2 separate regions of the Mus musculus genome follow, and region 1 is linked to region 2. Evidence: chromatin contacts called from public promoter capture Hi-C data. All regions are on one chromosome and are shown on one strand. The core of a region is the stretch at or near the end of the contact, and the rest is flanking DNA. Distances in the headings are between cores, read along the strand shown.

Region 1 (5,462 bases), core at 2,703-5,202, 39 kb after region 2:
GCTTTCTTTCTTTTTCTTCTCTTTCTTTCTCTCTCTTTCTCTTTCCCTTTCCTTCTTCCCCTTTCTTTCTTTCTATATTTTTTCTTTCTTTCCCTTTCCTTCTTCCTCTTTCTTTCTTTCCTTCTTTCTTTCTCTTTCTTTCCCTCTCCTTCTTTCTCTTCTCTTTCTTTCCCTTTCCTTCTCCTTTCTTTCTTTCTCTCTCTCTCTCTTTCTTTCTTTCTTTTTCTTTCTTTCCTTCCTTCTCTCTTTCTCTCTTTCCATGTCCTTTTCCCCCCCCCTCTCTCTCTCTCTCTCTCTCTCTCTCTCTCTCTCTCTTCCTTTCTTTCTGAGATAAAGTCTCACTGTGCCACCCAGACTGTCCCAAAATTCTTGGACTCAACCCACACTCCTACCTCAGCCTCCCCAGAAACTGGAATTACAAGCATGTACCACCATGCCCGATTTCAGGTTTTCTTTCTAAAAGAATCAACTGGTTGGTTATTCTGAAATCACCACTCTAGTCCAACAGATAACACAGTCACCCAATAGAAAAACATTGCACAGCCCTTAAACAGAATCTATTCCGTTCTAAGCACACTTTAGTGTTCACGGGAACTAACAAGCCAGTGGGATGATGCCAAAGTTGTAAAAGGACAATGACACCAACCTTGGGAGAGAACAGGGGGAGTAAAGCTCACCTGGGATCCGGCTGCAAGAAGTGCGGCTGCCATTTCCCAGTCTCCAGTGTTCCCCTCCTGGGGAACGGCCGGAACCCAGGGAACAGAAGTTGCTGGTGAGGGAAGAGAGGAACCATCAGAGATGAACTACCCATCTTTCCCAGGATGCACTTTTTTTTTTATCTTCTCCATCTGTGCTCACTGGTAAAACTCAAACACATATATAGAGATGTAGAGGCCTCCACTCAAACAGTTCTGCAAGGATCTGGGGACATTGAGTTAAGACTGGCTTTAGGTTGGATGGTACTGATTGATGCTCATCATGTGAAATATATGTTACTGACTGTGGTCTCCAACAGTAATGAGTCTCCCAGTACTTCCTGGGTCTCCCACATTCAACACCATTAATGACGTGCTTGCCTGTTGGAGGAATGACTGTGTGAGAAAAAGGAGCCTCTGCACATAGTTTGGAAGATGCAGGGCCTCTGGACAGCAGGGCCCAGGGTAAACAGACTGAACCTGGTATTTGGTACATACTTCAGTTGGTGGAAGTTAGAAATTAACTATTGTTGTTTGAGACAGGGCCATGCTCTGTAGCCCAGGCTGGCCTGAAACTCATGGCAATCCTCCAAGAAATGTGATTACAAGTTTGAGCCACCATACCTAGCCAGGTTAGGAATTTTTAATGCCTCTTTTGGAGCAGAGACTAGAAGACTTCTAGTGCTTCCAATCCCCACCCCACTATGTGCTCTCACCCTTCTCCTGAAGGGACAGTGGCTCGTCTTCAAGACCACAGTGAAGGTGCTCCAGCGGCCTTGGTGCTGTTCTCCACGAGCCCTCTTCCCGGGTCCCTCTTTCTGACTGGAGTTCTGCCGCATCCAGCTGTGTATTCATTGGCTCCCATCCCGTGCCCAGGCCTACAGCCTGTTCCGAAAGCATGTCTGCAGCAAGCACACACTGTGACCTGGAACAAGTCAGGAAGTGATGCACTCTTCTATCATGGATGAGGATGATATGCCCAAGGAAGCTTCAGAGAACAGCTCTTAAGGCTAAGGACAGGAAATGGTCCAAGGAGCCCCATGGAAGATGAGCTTACCAAACATGGTGTGAGCCAAGCTTTCCAGGAGGAGCTCAGGAACTGACAGGCGCCACACAGTCAAGTCCCTGTTATTTCGAAGGCCTCACACTATCAACAGACCTTCACCCAGGACTGCAAGAAACTTCACTTTAAAACACAATTAGTCCAATCCTGAAGATCCAGAGGGTTTCCACTGTATCAAAATCACTCAAGGCGCAGCAAAGTCGTTGAGAACACAAGAAGGAATCCACTCAACAAAGATGGATGCTGTTATACCTGAAGATTCTATGCCTCACATTACATTTTCACCAACTGATGTAGAAGTCCCACCCGGGGCAGGGGGTGACCTGTGAGTACCTGCTGTCTCTCTCGAGCTGAACCAGATAGCCCTCCCTTAAGTCTCAGTGAAGGGACCCATGATCTGTCACACTTATGTAGGAAATGAGAACTGATAAAAACCCAGCAGAAAGACCCGTAAAGTAGACAGCTATAAAAGCAAGCTGTAAGCACTCAACGCAGCCTTGACAGGGGGCTGGAACTGCAGGTCAGTGCAGAGCCAAAGTTTAAAGGAGATCATGGAAAGATCAGCATGTGGAGAGACCCTGGGAAGCTGGAAGGTGGCGTCACTCATACAGTGTGACAGGGAATAAGCATCCCTGTGGGCTGAAGTGTGTGACAGGCACCGGTCACAGTGCCTTACAAAGAATATATCCAACTTCAAGAACGGTATGGGGAAGCCAGTGTTTGTTCACAGGAAGAGATTCGAATCAAGAAAAGGGCAGGAAACCCAGCCTCTGGAAAAGCTAAACCAACAGACATAGTTTGGGCTTGATAAGCAACAGAGGGTCGGCCAGTCAGGCCACCTGTAAATATGTCTATGTATCAAACAGAATAAATGGTTTTGATCACAGGAAAGACTTAGGCTAGTATTTGTTCGTTTCTGTTTGTTTTCTAGAGTCCACAACAATCCTAGAGCAAGACAGGTCCCATTTGATAATGACTGTGGAACAACTTACTGCGTGGCAATCCATGTCTGTCATTTTTATTCCCTTTCTATGTAGACGGAGCGACCAATAATCTCCCTAGAACAAGTCAGAATTTCAGGGGCAGGCTGGAGAGATGGCACAATGGTTAAGAGCACTGACTGCTCTTCCAGAGGTCCTGAGTTCAATTCCCAGCAACCACATGGTGGCTCAACCGTCTGTAATGGAGTCCGATGCCCTCTTCTGGTGTGCCTGAAGACAGTGACAGGGTACTCATATACAGAATCCCAGGGCTATTTTAGCTCACAGGATCATCCAGTAACATCTGCAGGAACCCAGGAGGCTGGGAAAGGCTACAGCAGACCCCAGGCCAGTTACAATGTACAGAAAGAACAAATTCCTCTTCCATCATTGAAGCTCAAAGATGGCTTTGGGGCCTCAGGGATACACCCTGGCCTGATTCTGCAGAGCGCACTGGGCCAGCTGGATGACAGAAAACCTGTGGAAATGTTAGGGGGAACCGGGAGCAAAGGATGGCATGGATCACTGTCACCTGCCTGCATTTCCTAGGGTGCTCCTGGCAGGGCCAGCACCTGGGCTCCCACCTTAACCTGTCTTCTATCTTTCCTTGTCCCTAGTTCAGGATGATCCCAAGTCTGCTGGAGCCTGGGTTCTTGGGCTTTCATTTCTTTTGCCTGGTTATGTATCTGGGAGGCAGGGCACCTGCTGAAGTTTTTTTTTTTTTTTTTTTCTCAGCGAGTTCTTTTGGACAGAGACAGGGCCTTAGTATCAAAGAGTGGCCCAAGGGCACAGGGACGAAGAGTGGCTCAGTGGCCCTGCCATCGCGGGTGTGGCACCTTGGGCCCCGAGCCCACAGCAGAATAAGGTTTCTTCTGAGTCAGACTCAGCACCCCCGGGAGGGTCAGATTTCAGAAGACTCGGGAACTGGCTAAGTGGGACTAGAAAACAGGTTCCCGCGAGCAGGGGCTATACCAAGTGACAGAAAGGTGCTGCGGGGACGCCCACGCAAGTGACAGCGGCGGGACCAGGCATGCGACACCGACGCCACTGTTCCCACGGCCAGGCTGGTGCCCTCCTCCACGCCCGCCCGCACCCCAGCCTCACTCACCCCGGCTCGGCCCCTTGGCGTTACCTCCCGCCCGGCGCGGCCGAGCCCGCGGCCCGCACAGCAAGCGACAAGCGACAGGGCCGGCGCGGGGCGGGCACAGGAAATCCCGCCGCTTCCGGGGCTCCGTGGTGCGGGCGGGGGCGGGCACGGGTGGAGAGGACCGCTGGACCCACACTCCTGTCGCCACAGCCCACGGGCTTTGCTGCTCCCGGGGCCCCGCCCACCGCCTGCGACCTCCCACGGCGCCTGGCGGTAGGGTGGGGGCGGGGGTGGGAGTTCAAGAGGGTTGGAACCCTCCCCTAGGACTAACCCTCCAGACAGACAGACTGCCAAACCCGACTGGACAGTGGACTTCTAATGATGCCTTCCTTCACGTTGGCTCCAACAAGATGGTGCTGTGTGAAGTGGGCAGTGATGCTTGCTGCATTGCCTTCAGACCTGAAGAGACATGGGCTACAAGTGTGCACTGCACATTTAGACGACTTGATATTTAAAAACGTAATATCGAAGCTACATTAGGTTAAGTGTGTTAGTTTTACATATTACAAATGTGACTTGCGACAGATTGATTTCTGTTGGCTGGAAAAGACCAGAAAGACCTACAAAACAGATAATGGTAGAAAGAACCTAGCTTGTAAACGTTAACGTTTGTTTTATCACAGTCATTCTGCAAAATCGTACAGCCTATCAGTGGAGACATGTGCCAAAGGCTGTCTGCCATAAACTATGTGATACGTATTTCTTTTAAAAATCTACTCCGAACTAGGATAGAAGCAAAGAGAAGAGATTGCGTTTAGCAGGGATGTCAGAGACTCACAGAAATAAGCAAAGGAGCGGGAACGATGGGATAAGAAAGATATATATATATATGAAAGGAGACCTGCAGTTGGCAACAGGTATAGAGGGCGTTCTTAGGAGCAGCTCGTGGGATGTGTGAGCATGGTTGGACCAGAATGTCTATCCTCAGCCCCAGCACCAGGCTTGGAAATTCTTGCTTAAGCAGGAGACATGGGGTTATCAGTGTAATCCAACAACATATCAGTGTCGTGACTCTAGTATAGACTTTTTCATACCATTCACGGCATGTTGTGGGTGAATGGTGTGAAAGCCAGTGGGAGCAGGATCTCTGCTCTTGGTTTTTATGAAAGGGCCAGGCATCTTTTACCTAGTGTCTCCACTGTCTCAAGTGGCCTTAGAATAGTCTTGTTCATGAGTAAGAGGGAAGAGAGCTGTGGCTGACCTGTCAGCAGCATTAGGGATCAATTCTGAAAATACTTTATTTATTTATTTATTTATTTATTTATTTATTTATTTATAGCGACAATAAAAGTGACTTTTATTAGAAAACAATTACTGTTAACTTCTCTAATGTGGATAAGTGCTCTCCAAAATTTTTCTCCTGAGTAATCTTTAGAGTTTGTTATACGCATGCAAAGTAAATATTTTTCTTGGCTTTTCTTTCTTTCTTTCTTTCTTTTTATTTTTAAAATTCATCTTACATCCTGATCATGGCCCCCCTCACCTCTCCTCTCTTCCCAGTCCCACCCTTACAATCTCTCCAATGCCCCCTCCTCTTCTCAAAGAAGGACACCCCTTGGGTACCACCCTACCCTGAG
Region 2 (6,113 bases), core at 2,467-4,966:
CGATAAGGGAATTACAATTGTTTTTAGGAAATGGCCCAGGTCCTCCACCCACAGCCTAGTCTAGGTAGAAATGGCTCTTAGCAGATGACTGTATTCTTCAGGTTACAGCAATCCAGGATGTCAAGAGCATGCCAGTCACCGCAGCCACAAGGGCATTTGGTTAGCTTGGTTCTGTGTTCAACAGACAAGGTTTGAGTGCCTCTCTTCAGACTGTCCCCCATTCAAGTTCCCTTTGCTTTGCTTGGCCACTCACATTCAAGCGTATAGGGTTTCAGGGTTCAGATCACGTGCCCACGGGACACTCTGCCAGTGCGTTTCTGATGTGGCCTTTGTGGGATTAGAACAGTGACTCCTGTGCACGAAAGCCAGTTAGCCACAGCAAGCTTTAATGCACATCGCTTGAATGCATATTGCTTGAAACACATATCATTGTTCCTCCTGTGGAAGACAATGCTTCTCCTGGGAAAAATCACGGTCAGGCATACATCCTGGGGAAGCTCCTATGTCCAAGATGCCCTCTTTTCAAGAATTAAAAAAAAAAAAACCTTCTAGAAGCATCTATTCTCAGTATTATTCAGCTTCACCTGGAAGCAGATTGTCCACCCTAAAGTATAACTTTTTAGGAAGTGGAGCATCACGGTCTATGGCATGAGTGCCAAACCCACTATCCTTCAGCCTCGTACCTAGAGCTAAATTATGCATTTTTCAGTATGTGGCTTACTATGCCCACTGTAGACTTTTTTTTTTTTCAGGAAAACTGCAAGAGTAGAGTGTTCACACGCGGGTTGTTAACAGTTCCTCTCTGAGAGTTACTGCTTCCCAGCTGACTAAGCCCCTTGTGAGCATCGTCAAGCAAAATCTACACCATGATGTTTAGTCCTTCTTGAAGGATATTTGATCACACCATGAACCCCAGGATCGTTTTATTTACTAAAAGAAGCTATTTCTACCTGTGGTGTGGCTCAGCCTTAGCACATACCTTTATTTCTTCTGGCTGGAATACAGACACGACCTTAGTATTCACCTTTAACCCCAAACAATGAAGGTAAGGTTAGTTCGTAGAAGGGAGCTTCCATGTTTGAAAGCGACTTCTAGTTGAGCGGCAGACAAAGGCACGAATCAGAGACAGCTTTGACAGAATAGGATATGCCCAACTCTCATGAGGAGAGGAAAGGGGACTTACAGGAACAGCAGAGAGAAAGAGAGAGAGAGAGAGAGAGAGAGAGAGAGGATTTTACAGAGACTGAAGAGAGAACAAGCTAGACACAGGTGAAGACAGAATGAGCCAGAGGATGAGAAGGAGCCAGAAGATTTGAACAGATTGATGGAGATAGTTTGAGGCCAAGCAGACCACTTCAGGAGGAGCTGAGAGAAGCCAGTTTGAACCAGTCAGCATGGAGAGGAGTTTGAGCCAGAACAGCTGAGTTGAATCTGCCAGTCAGAGATCAAGAAGAACTAGGAAGTGGTGAGCTTATCCAGCAGTGAGTCCCAGAGGCTGAAAACTTTCTAGGCCTAAATAAGATTGCACAGAGCTAGAAGCTTCCAGGACTAGGCCTAGATTAGCAGGCTGTAAAAATTAGCCTTTGAGGCAACAGTTATGACAGGAGATAAAAGCTACTTTACGGACACTTAAAGCATTCCCTGCACAACCCCAGAATCTTACAGAGAAACAATCCAAGATCTTACAGATGCTTAGCGGATGGCTAGGGTCAGAAGAACAGAGCTGTGGTGGTAACCGTGGTTTTCCTAAGCCCCTCCCCCTCACCCAGTGCCTCTCTCCTCCCCAGCAGTGCCCCATCAAGTACTACATAAAATGTAACGTTTGTGCATGAACACTTACACTGTGCCACACCCACCCCACGCTGGATGATTCCACAAAGCTCATTGAACTCATATCTTTCACACCCAAGAAGTTGTGTGTGTGTGTGTGTGTGTGTGTGTTCGCCCGTTTGATTAAAACACTGTAATTCAGGATAAAAGCTACAAATTCTGGAACCAAGTTTTACCCAAAAATTAATATTAAGACCATGTCTGAATCACTAGGACATTTAAAGACTCTTTTTCTTCTTTTGCCCTCTTCTCAAAAATTGCACTGAGGATTTGACAGTGTCCCTGATGGGCATTCTTGTGTAACTCTGATTTCCCTCTTCTTGTCTCTACTCTTTTCCTTTTTTTTTTTTTTAAACTTTAATGCTCACTCACTGACCCCCTCCCAGTCACTCCCTCCCACAATCCTCTCCCCTGCCCCACCCCAAAGGAAGGCACTTCTCTGGGTTCCGTGGGACTAGCGGAATCTCAGCTCTTACCTCCTGAGCCTTAGCTATAGATCTCCCCTCAACATGTCACCTTTCCCCTCCCAGTGATGAGCAAGAAGAAACATAGACACGGGAAGGTCTTGTAAATTGCTTCAATGAAAGAGAGATGATCTCCTTGGAGCCCATATGGAAAAGCAACCGTACCCAGAGGAACAGCTCTGGCATTAAGGAGACTCAGTGTCCCCAGGCTGACCACTTTTGGTAAAAGACTTTGTGCATGCTTTTCCTTGTATGCTGGGAGCGTTGTCCAGAGCTGGTTTCTGGATGGTCTGTTTTACTGGCCTCTCGGGTTCCTGTCCCTTCTCTTCCCTGAGTTTGGAGTTTGAACTCTTCTCCTCTGCTGGCCTAGGACTGGTGTCTTCCTTTGTAGGCCGTACTCTGTTGTAATCTTTTGCCTTGATCCTGGCTTCATCCCTGGCTCCGATACGCACCTGTTCCCTGGCCTTGGCACGCTCCTGCTCCTTGGCTCTGACGTACTGCTGCTCTTTGGCACTGACAAACTCCTGTGCCTTGGCCCTGACCCAGTCTTGTGTCCTGGCTCTGGCATGAGCCTGTTCCCTGGCTCTAGCACGAGCCTGTTCCCTGGCCTGAGCCTGTTCCCGGGCTTTGGAACGCACTAGGTCCTTAGCTCTAGACCTTGCCCTTGACCTAGCCTTTGACCTGGCCCATGACTTGGCGCTAGACCTGGTGCTTGACTTGGCGCTTGACTTGGCGCTTGACCTGGCGCTTGATCTGGCACTTGACTGGGCCCTTGACCGGGCTCTTGATCTGGCCCTTGATGTGGCCCTTGAAGTGGCCCTTGAAGAGGCTCTTGACCTGGTCCTTGATCTGGCCCCTGATGTGGACCTTGTTCTGACCCTCCTGGACCTTGCCTTCAAAGCCCTGGCCTTGCGTCTCCAGACTTCTCTGGCCTTCTTGGCTGCCTTGCGACGCGAGCGGGGCCTGAGTGGTCTGGGGGATTTGAGCACGGTCTTCCCAGAAGAGTGGCTGCCCAGCGTCAACCGGGATTGTCCCGCCTTTTCCCTCGGCTTTGAAATCTTCCAGACCCTGAAGTAGCCAGCAGCGTCGCTGCCACTGACCCTCAGGAGCGTGCCTTTCTCCAACCTGGTGGACTTCCCCTCGTGGTGAGAGGAGATCTCCCGGCGCACTTCGTAGCCGGCGTTTCCCAGCTCCTTCTTGAGCGCATCCAGAGTCAGGTGCTGGTGGCCAGCAATGGCCCTGAGCAGCAGCTGGGACACTCTGAGCACTGACTGCGTACCCCGCTTGGCTGGCGTTCTCAGGGCTCTCTCTGCAGGCTGCTGGATCTGGATCGTAAGTTCTGCGCCTTGGGATTCCCCACTGGGCTGGACAGCCTCAGCCATGGCCCCGCTTCCCCCCACCGCGGGGCCACCTGCTTTGATCTGGCCTCTGGCCTCAGTGGGTGTGGAGTTCTGGGGCGCCTATGTCACAAAGCCCCCCACCCCAGGCCCTGGGCTTGCGTCCTGGTGGAAAGGTAGATGCAGCCCTCTGCTCTCCTTTGACCTCTGTGACATCCTAGCTCTTCACACCTGCAAGTATGTAATAATTGCCAGTGTAATCGTCATAACCATGGCTTTGTTCCTGGCCAGCTCTTGCTAAAATGTGAATATTTGGGAGGGGTATACCCTGAAAAAAATTAAGGAAGATCTATTTAGAAAGAAAGCTAAGGGGAATACAAGACAAATACAAAATAGAATGACTGCAAAGAAGACTATTTCTTCAGCCCTCACAGAAACCAAAACAAAGCAAAAACAAATAAGCCAAAACAAACTCCCCCCCCCTCAACTCTTAAGTGAAAATTTCCCCAAGGAAAACGAGAGAACACTTTTATTCTATCTTCTTCTTGGCTGTTTTTGTTTCTGGACATATTTGTGCTGTAAAACAAAAAACAAAAACAAAAACAAAACAAAAAAACGTTCTCAGCAAATTTTAGTCTGAATAGGATAAGCTCAGAAGGGTCAGAGGCCTGTGAAGGAGCTAGAGGGAGCCTCAAGTGGCCAGTAGACTCCCAAGCTGCAGTGACTGGGAAAGCTCTTTTCCAGAGAAGGCTGAGGAGGAACTGAAAGAACCTAATGGGGAAAGCCCCACTCAGCTCCCGATTCGGCGTCCACCCAAGAATCATGAATAGAACACAACACCTTGATGTAACAACACGAGGTATTTTAATGGCAGAACTCCAGGTCGAAACACACACAGGAGACAGTGGATTCGACCAGGAGGCTTGGAAGCTAGGGGTTTTTATAGAAAAGGAGTGGGGCTGGGGGAGGAATTGGCGCGGTTTCACATGATTGGTCCATTTAAACATCAGCAGCCTGTAACATTTAACTTAGGTCAGAGGGGTAGGAGATAGGGAGGCGATGGGCCTGCCCGGGCATGTCCTGGTCTGTTCTGCTATGTTCTCAGCCCCAGGTTTCAAAGCTCACAAACAACTCTTTGGGCTATTTGACATACATTACATGAATCACAGGTCTCAAGTCTTATTTCCTTTCAGAACAAGCAATACCTTAGCTCCCCCAGAGCAGCCAACATAGGAGGGAATGTATTTTGGTTGCTTAAATTTTCTTTCGTTCATTTATTTCTTTTGAAATTTGTTTATATTTGCACTATCATTTGCAAATTTTGGATCACACACACACAAAGACTTTCATGAGTGTTCTTTATTCTACACCAACAGAAATCTCTAATACATTTCCATATCTCTAGTTGGTTTTCAGCTACCTTCCATTCTTCCTCCTTTCCCCTTTACTTACCTGTTTCATTATTTGCATACTGATATCCTTCTCTCTGATCTATCAACTGCACTTTCTTAGCTGGATATAGTGGCTCATGTCTGTAATCCCAGAATCTAGGTAGCTGAGGATCACAATGAGTTGGAGGCTAGCCTGGGCTACATAGACAGTTTCAAGAGAGCTTGACCTACAGGATGAGATACTGCTCCAAAGAAACAACAGTTCTACCTTTTCCAACTAGCACCCTAACACCACTATCCCCGAACCTTAATGGACACATGAATGGAGTCCACAAATGTCTCCTATAGCAAGATGAACCTGGGAATGCTGGGAAATTAGTGGGAATGTCACTGTCAATCTCCCTCCTAAACTGCAGCAGGAAAAACAGTCCCTAGTGAAGGCAATTATCTTGCAAGACTAGTATAAAAAACAAAACAAAAGAACCAAAAGAATGTGTAAAAGTTACAATTAGAAGACAGACCAGAAGCCAAGTGTGGTGGCGCATGCCTTTAATCCCAGCACTTGGGAGGCAGAGGCAGGCAGATTTCTTAGTTCCAGCCCAGCCTGGTCTACAAAGTGAGTTCCAGGACAGCCAGGGCTATACAGAGAAGCCCTGTCTCCAAAAACCAAAAACCAAAAACGAAAAAAAAAAAAAAAAAAAAAAAAAAAAGACAGACAGACCAGTTCCAACAGATGTACAAATCGCAGCAAAGAAAAACAAAGAACACACAACAGCAGTCCCCCCACCCAGAACATACCCCTAACCCCACATCTTAGTCATCTAGATAGCATGTTAGAGAAAAAAAAATGGAGTTCCACTTTAAATAAGATCAGTGCCTCTCATAAGCAGAAAAGCCAGTCGAAAGCAATTCAGAACCTAGAAGAGGGCAACTTCCAAAGGGAAGGAAATGGCAATTTGGAATAGTACAGTTTAAATATGGAGGAAAAATAAACAAGGAAATTGAAACACTGAAAAAGAACCAGAAGGAATATTTAAAGGGGATTGTGTCTGGGATTAGGAGGAGGAAGAGGAGAGGGGGGAAAGGGAAGA

What was found. Promoter capture Hi-C pulls out the DNA fragments that hold promoters and counts their contacts.
Region 1: a promoter capture Hi-C map of macrophages shows a contact between it and region 2, with 6 read pairs. The contact joins the promoter of Zfp641 here to the promoter of H1f7 in region 2. A contact is called at or near these places in 3 of 39 promoter capture datasets (cranial neural crest, liver and macrophages), 1 of 484 Hi-C or Micro-C datasets (olfactory sensory neurons), 3 of 115 datasets of contacts at active chromatin or transcription factors (T-cell acute lymphoblastic leukemia, double positive thymocytes and embryonic stem cells) and 4 of 9 other capture datasets (adipose tissue, liver, macrophages and 1 more).

What each region holds. Positions count from the first base shown.
Region 1 is chr15:98,292,209-98,297,670 of GRCm38.p6, forward strand. Zfp641 (zinc finger protein 641) reads right to left here and starts at 3,953. Exons shown (of 6, transcript NM_173769.4): 1 at 3,847-3,953; 2 at 1,412-1,620; 3 at 678-769. The coding sequence starts at 1,595.
Region 2 is chr15:98,253,591-98,259,703 of GRCm38.p6, forward strand. H1f7 (H1.7 linker histone) reads right to left here and starts at 3,717. Exons shown (of 1, transcript NM_027304.2): 1 at 2,392-3,717. The coding sequence starts at 3,676. The coding sequence ends at 2,480.